Regions from separate parts of the Mus musculus genome. Here all the other regions are linked to region 1. The links are chromatin contacts, called in public HiChIP or PLAC-seq maps. All regions are on one chromosome and are shown on one strand. Each heading gives the region's core, a stretch centred on a gene start, on an enhancer-like site or on the middle of the called end of the contact. The rest is flanking DNA. Distances are from core to core; before and after follow the strand shown. Region 1 holds the start of Grik1 (glutamate receptor, ionotropic, kainate 1). Region 2 overlaps Gm32925 (a long non-coding RNA gene). Region 3 overlaps 2810407A14Rik (a long non-coding RNA gene).

What was found. HiChIP or PLAC-seq counts read pairs in DNA pulled down with a chosen protein or histone mark.
Region 2: an H3K4me3 HiChIP or PLAC-seq map of embryonic midbrain shows a contact between it and region 1, with 7 times the contacts expected there. The contact joins the enhancer-like site here to the promoter of Grik1 in region 1. A contact is called at or near these places in 5 of 39 promoter capture datasets (the 3T3-L1 cell line, the HPC-7 cell line, cranial neural crest and 1 more) and 2 of 115 datasets of contacts at active chromatin or transcription factors (embryonic midbrain and forebrain).
Region 3: a contact with region 1 is called in an H3K27ac HiChIP or PLAC-seq map of SST interneurons, with 4 times the contacts expected there. The contact joins the enhancer-like site here to the promoter of Grik1 in region 1. A contact is called at or near these places in 8 of 39 promoter capture datasets (the 3T3-L1 cell line, cranial neural crest, embryonic stem cells and 5 more), 7 of 484 Hi-C or Micro-C datasets (cerebellum, cerebral cortex, cortical neurons and 3 more) and 7 of 115 datasets of contacts at active chromatin or transcription factors (SST interneurons, embryonic basal ganglia, embryonic forebrain and 4 more).

The regions. Positions count from the first base shown.
Region 1 is chr16:88,288,253-88,293,278 of GRCm38.p6, forward strand. It overlaps Grik1 (glutamate receptor, ionotropic, kainate 1), which reads right to left and starts at 1,964. Exons shown (of 17, transcript NM_146072.5): 1 at 1,333-1,964. The coding sequence starts at 1,450.
Region 2 is chr16:87,794,013-87,799,038 of GRCm38.p6, forward strand. All of the region lies in intron 4 of Gm32925 (a long non-coding RNA gene), which reads left to right. Among named protein-coding and RNA genes, the nearest start is that of 2810407A14Rik, 32 kb to the right of the region's middle. Within about 2 kb of position 2,924, at least 90 of the 459 cell types and tissues checked have an H3K27ac peak or open chromatin away from gene starts, as enhancers often do.
Region 3 is chr16:87,838,932-87,843,957 of GRCm38.p6, forward strand. The region is part of intron 6 of 2810407A14Rik (a long non-coding RNA gene); the gene reads left to right. Among named protein-coding and RNA genes, the nearest start is that of 2810407A14Rik, 13 kb to the left of the region's middle. Within about 2 kb of position 2,395, at least 20 of the 459 cell types and tissues checked have an H3K27ac peak or open chromatin away from gene starts, as enhancers often do. A contact at or near this core is called in SST interneurons, cortical neurons and neural tube, where this site is marked.

The DNA.
Region 1 (5,026 bases), core at 714-3,213:
GTGCCTAGAGAAAACACCCTTCAAAGAGTAAGTTTTTTTTTTTTTTTTTTGGAGGTGAGGGGACATATTCAGTGCAAAAGTAAATAAGCAAGCTGTAGGTTCAGAATTTTTCTGAGGGTCTCACTAGTTGAAGATCAGTATTACTGTAGTTACTTAGGGAAATGGACGGACGGCTTGGAGCCTCACTGTTAACTGCTGCACAAGGTGCCAGCACACTCAGGCCACTCAGTCAATTCTTAGAAAGAGTAAACCTTGAAGTCCCAGGCTTCATTTTTCCCCCTAAGTGAGAGAGGGGAGAAGCCAGGAGACCTGTTAGCAGTCAACAGGCCACCTATGGCTCTCCCGAGACCATCTATAATAAGAATAGGAACTTAGAAGGCACGCCGAAAATTAAAATACAGAACCCACAGTAGTTTAAAAGGAAAAACCTTACAGGTTTGTTAGTGCCTAAAGCCGAGACCTCCACTGACCAAATCTTGGCAGTGAAGCTGTGCATGCATCTACATGAGACCACAATGACCATTCTGTTAGTAATGCTGGCCCTTGGTTCTGTTTGTGACACCTCAAGATTTCTGTCTTTAGTGTTCTAGTAGTCTCTTTTTAATCTCTTTGGAGGTTTAAGCCTAAACTTTCCCAGAAGTTGTCTGGTTTGGGGATTAGAAGACACTGAGTGGTAAGCAGGTGGGTAAGATTGGGCAGGGAAAGGAAACTTCCGTATTCACTGACCATCGTCCCAGATCACTGCACTCTCAAGCTCGCCAGTGCACACCTTCAGACTTTCCAGACTCCATACAAAAGAACGCAATTTAGAGTTAAAAACTTGAAGGCTTTGAGCTAACATGCTGTGTGATATTCCCATGGTGCTAATGGTTCGGGGATTCTATTGTTAAGGTTCTGACATTCTTTTCTGTAATCCGGACTAGTGGACTGGTGCACATCCACTTAGGCACCTGGAAGAGAGATTTCACCCCGCCTCCAATAGCCCAATTCAAGTGGTCAAAGGTGCGCGGTGTGCGCGTGACTTGATGGTAGAGTAGGAGCCAACCCAGTTGAGCCTGGATCCCTGCACTATGGCTCGGATTCTTGGATCTCAGATTGAAAAAACCCGCCAATCATACATTCTGGGAAAGCTGGTACCTGTCAGGAGGGAAGCAGTGACCGACTCCCACTTTCTTGTGAAGCTTTAAGTGCTCGGTGACCCCTTATCCCCAACTCCCATCCCCACACCAGCGCGCGCTGCCTTGCCTTGGGCGCGCTGAGCTTTCGCGGGCACAGAGAGCGACCGCGACCCCTGGAGCTCAGGGCTCGGAGCGCTTCCGCGGGCTCACTCACCGATCCTGAGCACTTGAGGGGAGGTCTGAGGAAGGATGTAGCACAGGAAATAGAGGAGTGTCCAGCTGGTGTCCCTGGTCCAGAGCCCGGGTTGGATAAGGACTGTGCCGCGCTCCATCTTTCAAGCTTCTTAATTCATGCCGAAACACAGTCGTGGCCTCACGCCCGCAAGATGCACCCAACTTGGGCTGGGTCCCCGCCTCATCCTCCCTGGATGTTCCGAGTCTGCACACCGCGCGCTCTCTGCTCTCAGGAGAGCGAGGTGGAGGGAACAAGCGTGAAGCGGGCGTCCGAGACTGAGCTGCTTGGGGCTTCTTGCACGGGTCGTTAGCCCATCACTGCTCGTCCTCTTCCTCCTCCATGGGCTGCATACCTCCAAGAATCAGCAGGATTTCGCTCCTGGAGCCCAGAGACCAGCTGAGGAAAGTTGCTGCCTCGATTTGCTGGAACGTCTCACTCATTCGTCCTCTGGTCAGATGCAGAAGTGATGGGTGGGGGAAATGGGTAGTGGATTCAGGGTGCAGTGAGGAAAAGGGAGAAAAGGAGGGAAGAAGACACCCAAGGAGAGAGGGAACTGGGGGAGTTGGTGCAGAGCTCCAACCAAACAGGATGAGCTCCAGCGGGTTTACTGTGATACAACCCAGGCTTTTGCTTCTTTCACAGTCCCGCTTTCCCTCCTCCTCTCTTGGCCCCACCCTTTATTTACTGCCCGCCCCAGCCAACCCTACTAACCCAGCCAGACACACTCAGTAGCGCGCATACTCGCGCACGCGCTCGCGGACACACACACACACACACACACACACACACTCACTCGTGCTCACATGCGAGAGCGCGGGCGCGCGCGCGGGCACACACACACACACACACAATTTACAGCATGCACTCACACATGCAGCCCCTCAACTTCGCGCTGTGGTGCTGGAAAGTCCATTGAGTCTAGCATCCCCAAGACGGATCAAATCTAATCTATTGGTCCCTAGGCAAATGGAATTCTGCTACTCCTTGTAAATGACAGCCTTATGCCTAGGCTCCTATACCGGGGTCTTAGAGATGCGTAGCACGTGATAGGAAATCACAACCTCAGCGAGTAATCTTTAAAAATTACCAGAGTTTCCATTTTTAACTCTGAGAAGGATGAAGAGAAAGGGAGAGGAGGAGAAAGAAGAAGGAAAAGACATAGGTACCCTTCAGTCTTTTAAGATTATAGCGACTCTTCCTATTCGAACCAGGCATAATGTCTTGAAAATTGCTTCCATTTACAAGCGCAGAACTGAGAAAGAGGCAGCTTCGGGCACGCAGCTTTTCTTAATTTCTTTTGACTGTCACATTGAAGCACTGGAAATAGGCTATTTTAACAATGTAGGTTTAGAGAGCATTTCTCTGTAGAAGGACAAGGCCACTTCCCCCGGGAAATCAGCGTTTGCTCATGTTGGCTTAATTTCCTATGAGCTTTCTGGGGAATGTTCCATATAAATGTTTGCTGGTTCTGTGTGAACACCTCAAGGTGCTTTTTTTTTTCCTTCGTAGGAATTTGGAAAGGTGATCTAAATTGAGTTAATTCATAAAAGAAGCACTTGTAATTATATGAGCCCAGAATGAGAAAAGATTACCAGAGTAGTGTATCTTAAAATTCACTTATTCCACAAATGCACATTGAGTAGCTTATACATGCTGGCAGAGACTCTGTTCCCTGAAGAACTTATCATGAGAAAACCACATTATATTTTCTAGGAAGAGGCTATAGTGTCACTTCTGGAGGCTAGTATTGTATGTGACTTCTCAATTTTTCAGCATGAAAGTTGAGGGAATAGAACATGGACTCTGATAAGAAGATGATTCATGCAGATTTAGGGGTGCACCTTACCAATGGAAAGGATCAAAGACATAAGTGGCTGTAGGCAGACACATGAAGTTCTTGTACTGAAGAAAGAGGGCTTTCTTGGTGTTGGTTAAATGAGAGGAAAAGTAAAAGTAAGAATAGTAAATGGAATTTTTTTTAAAAATCAACTTCAACTTATTTTAGACTGTTTCTAAAACCAGATAGAAACAATGACATGATCTGCCTCAAAAGAAGGCCACACTCTCCATTATTCATCCACCCATCCATCTACCAACCATCCATCCATCCATCTATCCATCCATCCATCCCTCCATCCCTCCCTCCTTCCATCCACCCATCCACCTACCTACCATCCATCCCTCCCTCCCTCCCTCCCTCCCTCCCTCCCTCCCTCCCTCCCTTCCTCCATCCATCCACCCATCTATTAAATGACTTTCTGTGTAACATTGTGCCAAGCCTTGAACACATAACAGAAATATGGTTACTGCTAGCATGAAACACATAGAAATATAGCTCAATGATAGAACTCCTTCCTGGTAGACATCAGGCCCTTGAGTTCTCTCTCAGACTTAAAAAAAAAAAGTCAGATTTGGAAAGCCATACCATAGGTGCAAAAGAAGAAGAAGGAGGAGGAGGAGGAGGAGGAGGAGGAGGAGGAGGAGGAGGAGGAGGAGGAGGGGAAGGGGGAGGAGGAGGAAGAGGAGGAGGAGGAGGAAGAGGAGAAGGAGGAGGAGGAGGAAGAGGAGGAGGAGGAAGAGGAGGAGGAGGAGGAAGAGGAAACTGACCTCATTTAGGAGTTTGTGAAGGATCATTGTACTGATCCTTTGATGAACAAGTGGTAAATATTTCTTAAAGTGAGAATAAAAATTTTAAAAAAAGCTATGGGCTTATTTTTAAACTTAAGATTAAACATATCTAGTCATTGACCTGTTCTTGAGCTATCAAAATCTGAGGACTAGTAGGGGAGATACTGCATTCCAAGTGCTTGGGAGTGCAAGGTCGAGAATTAAGTTGGTTTCTGACCCAATGCTTTCTTCTAAGTTTTTAGAACATTCTACATGTTTTTTTTCCAAATTGGTTAAAAACCAACCAAAAAACAAACAAAGTCCTCCCATTGTGTGCTTACTCATATCTAGATTCCTCCTTACCTTGGTTTACATAGACCTCATCTACGATGAAAACTCCTGTGAGTATATGTGGGACAGTATATTCCACTTTCAGATGAAAAGCAAGACAGAGAAAGGGTATCCCATGTGGTTCTCTTGGATTGCCATAGCCTCATGGAAAAACTCAGAAAACTAAACCTTCTATAGACCTAGGCAGAAGGGACATGGAAGTGACCGCCACCTATTGTGAAAAACTTGTTCTGAATGATTGCTACCAGCACAGAGCATACAAAGCAATGCCAACTCTACATTAGGTTTCCATTCCTTCTGCATAGCTGTAAAATACATGTTACTCAGTACAACCCAATCAATCTAACTGCTACACTCTCCAAGCTGTAATACCTTTATATCTAACATGAAAGTAATAATACAAAGGACCGTTGGAGCATTAAGCCACAGTGTAAGAGTTATTTCCTGTAGCCCTTATTAGTCAGTATATGCTGAGTTTCTTTCTGCTGGCTATATTCTGACTAAAGGAATTTATGCCTACACTCCATTTTCAGTGTAAACATGTCCCAGACAACAATGACCAAGGTATTTTGTCTGATGCAAAATAAATGAATAAAACTGGTTCACTTAATAGTATGATAGTCACTGGTCCCCTTGTTCTGATGCCATTGCAAGAAATTTTAGTACGTTTCAAATGTGCAACCTTTAGGAAAGGAGTGGAATTTTCCCTCTCGTT
Region 2 (5,026 bases), core at 1,674-4,173, 490 kb before region 1:
AAGAGAGGGACAGAGAAGGGGAGGGGCAGAGGGAAAGGTTATTAGGGCACATGCTGGGTTTAGGGATATTGTCTGTCCTTGGGGTAAAGGAAAATGAGAACAGATAATTTGGATATTCCACACAGCCCGAGGGACACCTAGGGATGGCATTTGATGAGGGATGTTGAGTTCCTGCAGTGGCATCTAAGAGAAGTTGTAATTAGAGGTTATCACTCACAGATTGTTCTAGTTTGGTCCTGCTTGCTCCAGTACTCCATGCTGACCTTCCATGCCCTTATAAGGTACTTAAACATTTCACTGAGAGTCTTGTAGTAAGAGTATCGCTTTTGTTGGGCCTGGTCAGTGGCCTATCAGGGCAGCTCTTCCAGAAGGCTGTACATGACTCTCCAAAAAACGGCACCAGGAACCCAAATCTTTCATTTCTGTCTTGTTTCTTTTCATCTCTTGTTATTCGTGCTCAATGCTGGTTTTTAATTTTTTTTTTCTCTAAAAAATTCACTTTGAGTGGTAGTGTCAATTACTCAGCCAAACCGTTGTGTGGACAAGGGAGGAATAACCCAAAAGCTGATTCTTCACAATATCGTCCCTCTGTGTACATATGGTAATATTGGTCTTGGTTGACAATTTGATGGGATTTAGAATCACCATCGTTACAAACTTCTGGCCATGTCAATGAGGGAGTTTCTGGTTTTGGTTAATTAAGATGAGAAGACCCACCTGTGGGGGGTGGGGGGTACTGCCCCATAGGCTGGTGAACTGGTTGGCTTTTATCAGCTTAGCACAAACCAGCATCTTCTGGGAAGAGGGACCCTCAATGGAGGAACTGCCTCCATTAGATTGGCCTGCAGGCAAGGGAGTGGGACATTTTGTTGATTACACTTGAGGGGTCCCAGCTCACTGTGACAATGCTACTCTTAGGTTTTGGCTCTGGGTTTGTCTTGGTCAGGGTTTCTATTCCTGCACAAACATCACGACCAAGAAGCAAGTTGAGGAGGAAAGGGTTTATTCAGCTTACACTTCCATATTGCTGTTCATCACCAAAGGAAGTCAGGACTGGAACGCAAGCAGGTCAGGAAGCAGGAGCTGATGCAGAGGCCATGGAGGGATGTTCTTTACTGGCTTGCTTCCCCTGGCTTACTCAGCCTGCTCTCTTATAGAATCCAAGACTACCAGCCCAGAGATGGTTCCACCCGCAAGAGGCCTTTCCCCCTTGATCACTAATTGAGAAAATGCCTTACAGTTGGATCTCATGGAGTTATTTCTTCAATTGAAGCTCCTTTCTCTGTCATAACTCCAGCTGTGTCAAGTTGACACAAAACTAGCCAGTACAGGGTTGTATAAGAAAGCAGACTGAGCAAACCATGGAGAGCAAGCCCATTACGCAGCGTTCCTCCATGGTCTCTAATTTAGTTCTCACCTCCAAGTTCTTGCTTGAATTCCTGACCTGCGATATGGAAGTGTAAACTGAACAAACCCTTCTTCCCCAGTTGCTTTCAGTATTGGTTGCTGCTGATCAGAGCAGCAGCAACCTAAGTAGAAGATCTGGGGTCCCAGGCTGAATGAGAACGAGAAGGTAAGCTAAACACCGCTGTTCATCTCTCTGTGCTTCTTGACTGGAAGGCAGCAGGACCAGCCTCCTCAGGCTCTTGCTGCCAGACTCCCTGTCATGACGGACTGTACCCTTGAACAGTAAGACAAAATAATCTCATCTTTTCTTAAGATGCTGCTGTTAGGTGGCCTGCTCCTGTAATATAACCTGTAAAGTCACTTGTGGACACACTCTTCTTCCTTCTAGAAAAACCAAAAAAACTTCACAATACTTCCAAATCCATTGCCTATTCCAGTGCTGTCCAGAGAGGAAGCCTGTGGCTTCTTTATTGACTACAGTTTCTTGTATGTGGAAGCCTTTAAACCCAGTGAAATAACACCTCTACTTGACTTTCAACTTCATCTTATACATTTGCTTATCTGCATGTTGCCAGTGCTCGAGTCTCAGCCTTCAGTTACGAAATGGTGTTAGAGGACACTAGCTTCCTCCACCGGAAGTGATCACCCCTGGGCACCCCTCCTTGGCAGGGATCTTGATTTAGCAGATTGGGGTGGGACATAAAAACGCATATATTTCCCAGCAGATGCTTGGGATGTTGCTGGGACCCAAACCACCGATTTTATGAAGTATCCTCTCTCAAAGAATTCTGTAGACATTCACCATAAGATGAATTATACTCAAATCTCCACGTGCATGTGTTATAAGAACCATCGAAAGCAGGCACATTTGTGAGGTAATACCCATGAGAAGCGGGAAGGTAGTTCATTTCGGAAACGGGCACCTTGGTCTCTTCGCCAGTTAGGCTCAGCTTTTCAATTTCAAGTTATCGAATTCTTATCAGTAAAAACGTACATAAGTAAGCAGAATTGAACATTTGTACTCTTAGCGGAGATTTCATATAAGCACCTACACAGAGCAATAAAAAAATAAATCTATCCTTATTTTGAGAGCCAGTCTTCTGGCTAGAAACACCATCTTTGTGACAGATCTGTGAGAGGGGAACAGGGCAGTCCTGATCAAGGGGCCCCGAGGAGGACATTCCCAGAGAGTATATGTGGTGCCAGGGCCGGATATCAGTGTTCTCAGCGAGCTTGTGTCTCTTGGGCTAGGAATAGGTATCAGGGTTTAACTGCAGAAGAAGGAATGGCTGGAAAGGAACACGGGGCAGCGAGGAGCTCCACAGAGCAGGCTGCAACTCTGGCCCACACACGACTTTCTGCTTCCATAAAAGGAATTAATTGATTGATTTTTTGATTTTCAAGACAGGGCACGGAATTCATACTGTGGTTTAGGCGGCTATCGTTCAGACTCCGAATTCCCAGGGCTGACGACAGGCGTGCACCACCATGCTCATCCTGGCTTTTCTCCTCTCCAGAGAAGCCAGGGCTAAACTCCAGAGGCTTCCTGCTGATCTAGCCACGCCCACACAGGCTGGCAGCAAGAGCTTCCTTAATTAAAGTCAACCGAGCGAGGACTTAACTTGAATCTGCCAAATCCTTTCACAGCAACACTCAGATTAGTGTTTGATTGGAAAAAAACTGGGAACTCTAGCTCAGCCAGGTTGACACAGCCAAGAGCCGCTGCAGAGGGCACGGCTCTGCCGACCGGAAGCTAAGACAGTGGTTTTGAGGTCCCGCAGCCTGAATCTACCCCAGTTTTAAATTTAAGTCCACTGTGTACTCAAGATTTGTCTCTTAATAGGCTTGGAGGAGGGAAAAAAAAAAAAAAAAAAAAAAGACAGAAGTCCTTAGTGATGGTTTCTGAAAGCGTTGGAAGCCGGATGTGAGCAGAGTAGTTTTTAGGAACCTGAGCCTCGCTTACCTTTCGAAAGAAAGTGAACTGCCTCCGGCAGAGTAGAATTGAAGCCCTCGGTTGGCTGATCATTTGCACTAGTAAATACATCACTAACCTGGCAGGAGAGACTTTGAAGACTAAAGCCGACTTGGGTGGCAGGTCAAGGTATATTATATAGTCTTCAAAGAAACTGGTGTCTTAGCACCAGACAGGAGGTGGACAGGTGCACGGCTGTTTATTTAGCATTATCTTGAAAACGATGGTTGGTCTGAAAGATCTGTGGGTTAGTGATTAAAGGTCCAGCCTTCATTCAAAATTCTGGGCTCTCCAGGGATTCAACCATACAGCAACATTGGATGTACTAATAAGGATTCTTTGAGGAAGTAAGAAATGTATGTGGTAGTCATGGGCACCAGAGTGGATCCTTCCAACCCGGCAGTCTGCTATGAGGGGAGGAGACATCCCGGGAGGGATGGAATAAGGGGAACACAAGGCCTTTACCTTCCTTTTCATCTGGTCCCATACCACAGCACCTCCGAAAATCAAAATCAACTAGACGTACTAGATGTACTCTGGGTTCCTGAAATTCCCCAAGTTTTACTTCTCAAGTCTTTGGCCATTCATCATTTCTTTCAGACTTCTTTTGAAAGTGCCTGGCCCTGTGGTGATGCTCTCCAAATCCATTTTCAGCTCTCAGCTTGTGAGGTGTGACCTGAGACTGGTGCTCATGCAATGCTAATACCTAGCTCTGGCTCCATATGAAGAGTTAGCTGGATCCTCACGGCCATTCCCACCCCACCCCCCACCACCTTAGGAACAGGGATGGGCTATAGATTTCTATAGGGCTGGGGGGATGGCTCAGTTGCTGCCTGCTGTGTGAGTGTGTGGGCCTAAGATCAGGTCCCCAGTTAGCATATATAAAATGCTGAGTGCTGGAGGCTGCCTGTGTAGCTCCTGTGTTGGGGGTGGGGAGCAACCCCCCATGGATCCTTGGAGTTTGTTGGTCAGATTCAGGTTTAAATAAGAGACCTTGTTTCAAAATGTAACGGAGAGCAATAAGAGACAGATACCTGGCATCCATCGCATCCATCTCTGAATGCCAAACAAAAAGATGCTTCACGCCCAGAGGAAGAGAAAAAGACATTCTTGGCTGCTAGTGATGGTGTTTCACAGCTGTTCTAGAACAGTCACTGGTGTGTGTGTGTGTGTGTGTGTGTGTGTGTGTGTGTGTGTTGTGTGTTTTCGTTCTCATTATATTTATAACTAGGAAGTAGCTTAAAGGTCTGTTTTTGACATTTGAAGAGTGATGCTAATGCCGAGGCTGATGACATTTATGTGAATTTCCCATGATCACACAGTCCTGGGAGACTTGATCTATATTGCATAGAAGTGTGCAGAAGTGAGTCTCTCCCAGCAGTGAGTGCGTGCTGCTGACTGCAGCAGCCAGGGAACCTTTCTGAAATACCTGGAGTCATATAAACAAACAAACAGACAGACAGACAGAAAGACAAGACAGCACTCACCCTCTCACCACAAAATTGCTCTGTGGTCACCGCACATGAGGAAATGAGGGTGCAGCTAACTCTCGCTTGCAGATTCTCTTTCACCAGTTGAAGTAGAGAGGAATTCTGCTCATTTGTGTCCTCTTCAGCAGATCACCAGTTTGTGTTGAGTCACATGGAA
Region 3 (5,026 bases), core at 1,145-3,644, 450 kb before region 1:
TTATCTGATGGTGTGAAGGTTGCACTTTATTTTTACCCACAGTAAACATATGCTAATGATGAGCACAGAGACTTATTGAATAAACAACCTCTTGTGTAGTATCCAATAATGTAATGAGGTAGTCAACATTTTTATGTTCTAAAATAGCCTTTGTGTTAGCGGTCTCAGCCCAAACCTCAGGCTTCTTTGAGTTGCGTGCACATGAGCGGTGATGGTTGATAGCGTAGGTATGTTAAATATGTCTTTGATTTAGGAAGTATTCAACTTGTGATGGATGTTTCAGGACATAGCCATTGTATGTAAGTTGTGAGACGGGTATACGCAACTGCTGTCTACCAATTAAATAAAAGTAAAACAAAACCTTAAATATGAAGTTGTGTCCCATTGAAATGTCAGCTAATTTAAAATCAATCAATCAATCAATCAATCAGTCAGTTGGTCAATCAACCAGTCAGTCAAACAAACAAATGTACCGTGGCCAGTCTAATCAAACTTTAAACTTTAAAAGTTTACAAACTTTAAAAGAGAGCAGAGCTGGAAATATGTAAACAGAAAGGGGATTGCTGGGTGTTGTGACTTGATCAGCTTTCAGTGGACACATGCATCATGCCCTGCAAATACACAGCATGTCTCTGAACTTCCACTGGTTCACAGGAGACCGTGAGCATTACGGATCCACCCTCTCACTTTTGGATGGCGTCCATTCTACTGTAGTGTGACTGCAGTGCTATGGCGCCAGGCTGTGGCTGCTGAGACTGAGCCTGTTGCCACCATCAGAAGTCCTTAGCATTCATTCAGTGAAGACAGAGTAGGAGGAATGGCGATTTCCTGTGGGCTAGGCCACTGCATGCAGAACAGGTAACCCAAGCCCGGGAGATAACACTTAGATGATGTCAACGCTGATCCCTAAAGGCCAGAGGGAAATGATGCTTTATAGGTTTCATGGAGTGAACTGAGAGACAGGGCTGGCTGGTCAGTCAATTTCTGAATGGAAGCAAAAAGCCTTAGGACTGGCTCCTGCCTATCTGTCTTAGGACACAAAATGCCAAGGTGCTATTCTCATGAGCCATCTGTTGCATGGGGTTCTGCTAGCGTCTCGCCCAAGAAGGCTGCACAGAAAGACAAGATCCCAACAGGAAGATCTTTAGGTTAGGGTGTATCCTGGGAGCTGAAGAGAATGTGAGAAACCCAGCTAGGATCAAAAAATACTCACCAAGCATCTTAGTCATGTTGGGGTACTATCACAGACTGTTACAGACTGGGTGGCTTCCACGGCATAAATTTATGTTCTACAACTTCAGGAGGCTGAGAACTCAGAGCCGGGTGTTAGTGAGATTGCCGTTTGGCCCACAGAAGATACCGATTTCCTCTCTGTATCTTCCTATGGCCATCCCTCGCTATATGTGCCAGGAGGGTCATGGTGTTGGTGTCTTTGTATAAGGTCAGGGACCACAACCCATCTTCATGGTCATAGCCAACAGTGATGATCTCCCAAAGGTCCATCTCTAAATAACATTGTATCAAGGGTTAGGATTTCCACCTAGGAATTCTGAGGGGCAAAACTTCAGTCCATAGCACCCAGACTGAGAAAGCATAGGCAGAGATCTCCACAGGGAGTATGTCCCCAGAATCCACACAGAATCCAGGACAAGAGATTACTGACTCAGATTTCATTCCTTCATTTCCATCCTCGGATCTCAGTCATGGAAGGGTCAGAAGCTGAAGCAAGCGAGATGGAAAGAATTTAAAGTGCCAAGCAGGCATAGAGAGAACGCTTCCTTCTTTCTCAAGCAACCAGCGTCCTGCTTGATCCTGGCCCTGCTAAGCCGGTTCTAACCAGTATATAACAGAATTTGATATACCCAGAGAGGACTGAGATCTTTGACTTTTATCCTAGAGGAGGGACAGAAACAGCCTCACTAAATACATTTTAAAAGACGGTGAGAATGAATGGTAAGATGAAACTGTATAAGATATGCTCATTCAACCTAACCATTATGTCTATTTTTCAGTCTAATCCAATATTAAGGGGAAAATAAAAATTTCCAGAGTGTTGTTTGATGAGTAAATTAACGGGAGATCCCAGGACACAGTCTAGATTTTAGTTTTTACGGCTGCTTTTCTCTGGGCAAGTATTTGGATTTAAAACGTTGGAGGATGCTGTAATGCCTAAAGAGGCCGCTTGGTGGCAGCCGACGACGAGCGCTGAGGAGTACTTGCCTGGAGGCCCAGAGGTTCTGTGTGGGAAGCATTTTTATTCGCCTTCTCAGCGCAGTGCTTATTTCTGTTACGGTGGGAGATCTGTTTTCCCCGACAATGTATGTTTTGCGGCTGAGCCCTTGTTACTTCTGCAAGGCCAACCTTCGTGCTGCTTTCCCAATACTGTAAACCCCAGCCCTCTTTGTGTTAAAGCAGTTAGGAGTCTGGTGGTATGGACTGTGTACTGTCCCTCCGTGGTCCCTCCTTCTGGTCCCTCTTTTCATTCTTTCATTTATTTCCTTCCTCTCACCTCCTGTTTTATCCAAACAATGACATATGGGAGATGAATATCTTGTCGTTACTTTTTCCTGGTTAAGTTTTTCCAGTAATGCAGATTTCCTGAAAATTCTTACACACACCAGGGAAAGAATATGCCTTCTACCCTCGAGTGTTCATAGATCTCATTATTCATGTTTACATATGTCATTAGACTGGCAAGTTCACTCTAGATTCTTATCAGATTGTGTGTTTGATTTTGTTTTTGCATTAGAATGAATGCAAAAGCTTGTTTCATTAAAATCTGCACCAAAATGGGTCCATTTCTTTAAAATTTGCTTTGTGAGGGTCCAATAATATCTAGAACAAATTATGATCTTGTTATGCTATAGTTCTATGTGGTTCGTACATTGTGTGTGTGTGTGTGTGCACATGCTACATTGAACCTATATAGTTAGGAGGACAATTTATGGGAATCGTTTTTTCTTTCCTTCCGCCATATGGGTGCCGGGAATTGAACTGAGGACCTCAGCTACCACCACAAGCATCTCTACCTCTTGTCTCTGTTTCGTTAGAGATGAACATTCGCTATCACATGGGTGGGCAGTGAACTGTGGAAGCAGTGGTGCAGGCATGAGCAGGACATGGCAGTTGTGCGACAACTTGCTTTGTATCCTCAGGCCCAGCAACAGTTAGATTCATTGCGAGTCTTAGTTGTTTCCTTTGGCTGTGAGTCTTGTACACACCGGGCACTGTGCTGACTATCGGAAGCGATGTGATGAGTGCCACCCAATGTGTTCCCTGCGTTTGCGTCGTGTTCAGTCTTGCTGCACAAGCGTGACTTCAAACAAAGCATCCACAACACGCAGAAATGTTCGGGAGCTCTGGTATACCTGCTTTCACGAGTTGTCACCCAGGATGCGGTGGGCTCTATGTGGTTCAGTTGTCGTTGATTCATCCCTGCTCCTGTAAGGGACCTTCAAAAACTCACTGGCTCACCAAGTTGGACTTTCGTGCTCTTGTTGCTTGGATCTGTTGTTGGCTTCCCATCTGGGTGGGTAAATATTAGTTCATGGCTTTTCATGAAAAGTGTCCTGCATCACTAAACCACCGGACGGAAGGTGCGTCTCACGCGGGAGGAGAGTCTCCCTTAATCTTTCTGGCAAGCTCCCGACAGACCCGTCAAGACGAATGTTTCTTAGCTGACTCTAGATCTAAATAACTTGATAATCAAGATTAACCATCACGATCTTGGTCAGCTTGACACCCATGCCTGTCCTTGTGTCATGCTTAATGTCCAAGTAAAGAAAATTAAGGCCATGATTTCACCTTCTATGATGTAAGTGTTCTATGTATAACTGAAAATGCACACCTCTGTGGTGGGAAACACTCAGGAAGAATTGCAAGTTCCCACACTACACCCTGCTACTCTCTGCCCTGGCAGGTTTGCCAGCCAGTTCTGGCGGGCAGTGGCCAGCCTGTTCTTATCCCATGGAGACTCTCTGACTCAGAGCTCCAAAATCTCTCCACCCAGCTCGCTAGGTTCCCATTGATGGGTCGTTACCACACCAGCCCCATACTTCAAAACCCCCACGGCCTTTGTGGTGCACAACTGGCAAACCCACGTTTTCTCTCTGGAACCTAGTTGAGCCTCCACATGAAGGAAAACACCACACAAACTTAGTTCAGAAACAATGGTAACTCAATCTATGGGCGCATCAACTAGAATCCTAATCTTGTAAGCCATATTAAATTTAAATCCTCCAGTGTTGAATCCTGGAAGATCCACCATTGAAACCAGGAGACACCAACAGCTACATCTTTTCCTTATGCTATCCCCATGAAAAGTCCCCTCTCTCCTGCTTCCTCTTGTCCTCTGTCCAACCCGGAAGTCCCGCCTACTTGCCCAGTGATTGGGCCCTTTATTCATTGGGGGAGGGTATGTGAGCCATTCCTCGGCCGGCCCAGACAAGTCCTCCTGGGAAAGTGGAATTAACACCAAAATACAGGCAGCACCAGAGCCATCCACAACACAACTCATCCCTGAAAACAGATGAAACAGCCGCTTGTGGGATGTTTAGACTTTTAATAGTGCGTGGATTAAATATAATAATATATTTAACAACACTCAACTGCTGATATCATCTCAATTGTTAATGTAGTGCAAAACATAGAAGTAAAACACACATACGGATCTCTTCACTGGGTGAGGGAACATAAGTTGAAAACAGATGAAGCCATGACCTCACTTTCTAAATGCAGCATTGGAGAGAGCTTGAAGTCTTGCCCAAGAAGTACAATGTGAGACACAAGACCAAAGACTTTAGAGTACTAGTAAGCCATGCACAGGAAAAGCCCCCAGATGAAGCTTTGCCCTCAGTGAGAGCTTTGCTGATGGCCATTCCCGTTTCTTCTCCATTTTCTCTTTTTCCTATCTCTCCTTTCCCAGTGATTTCTCTGCCCATGCCTCACTCTCGTCTGACCTTGTCTCTTTTTGCAATATTTCCTTTTAGTTCACCTTCTGTGGTTAGGATCCAGTGCTATAGCCTTT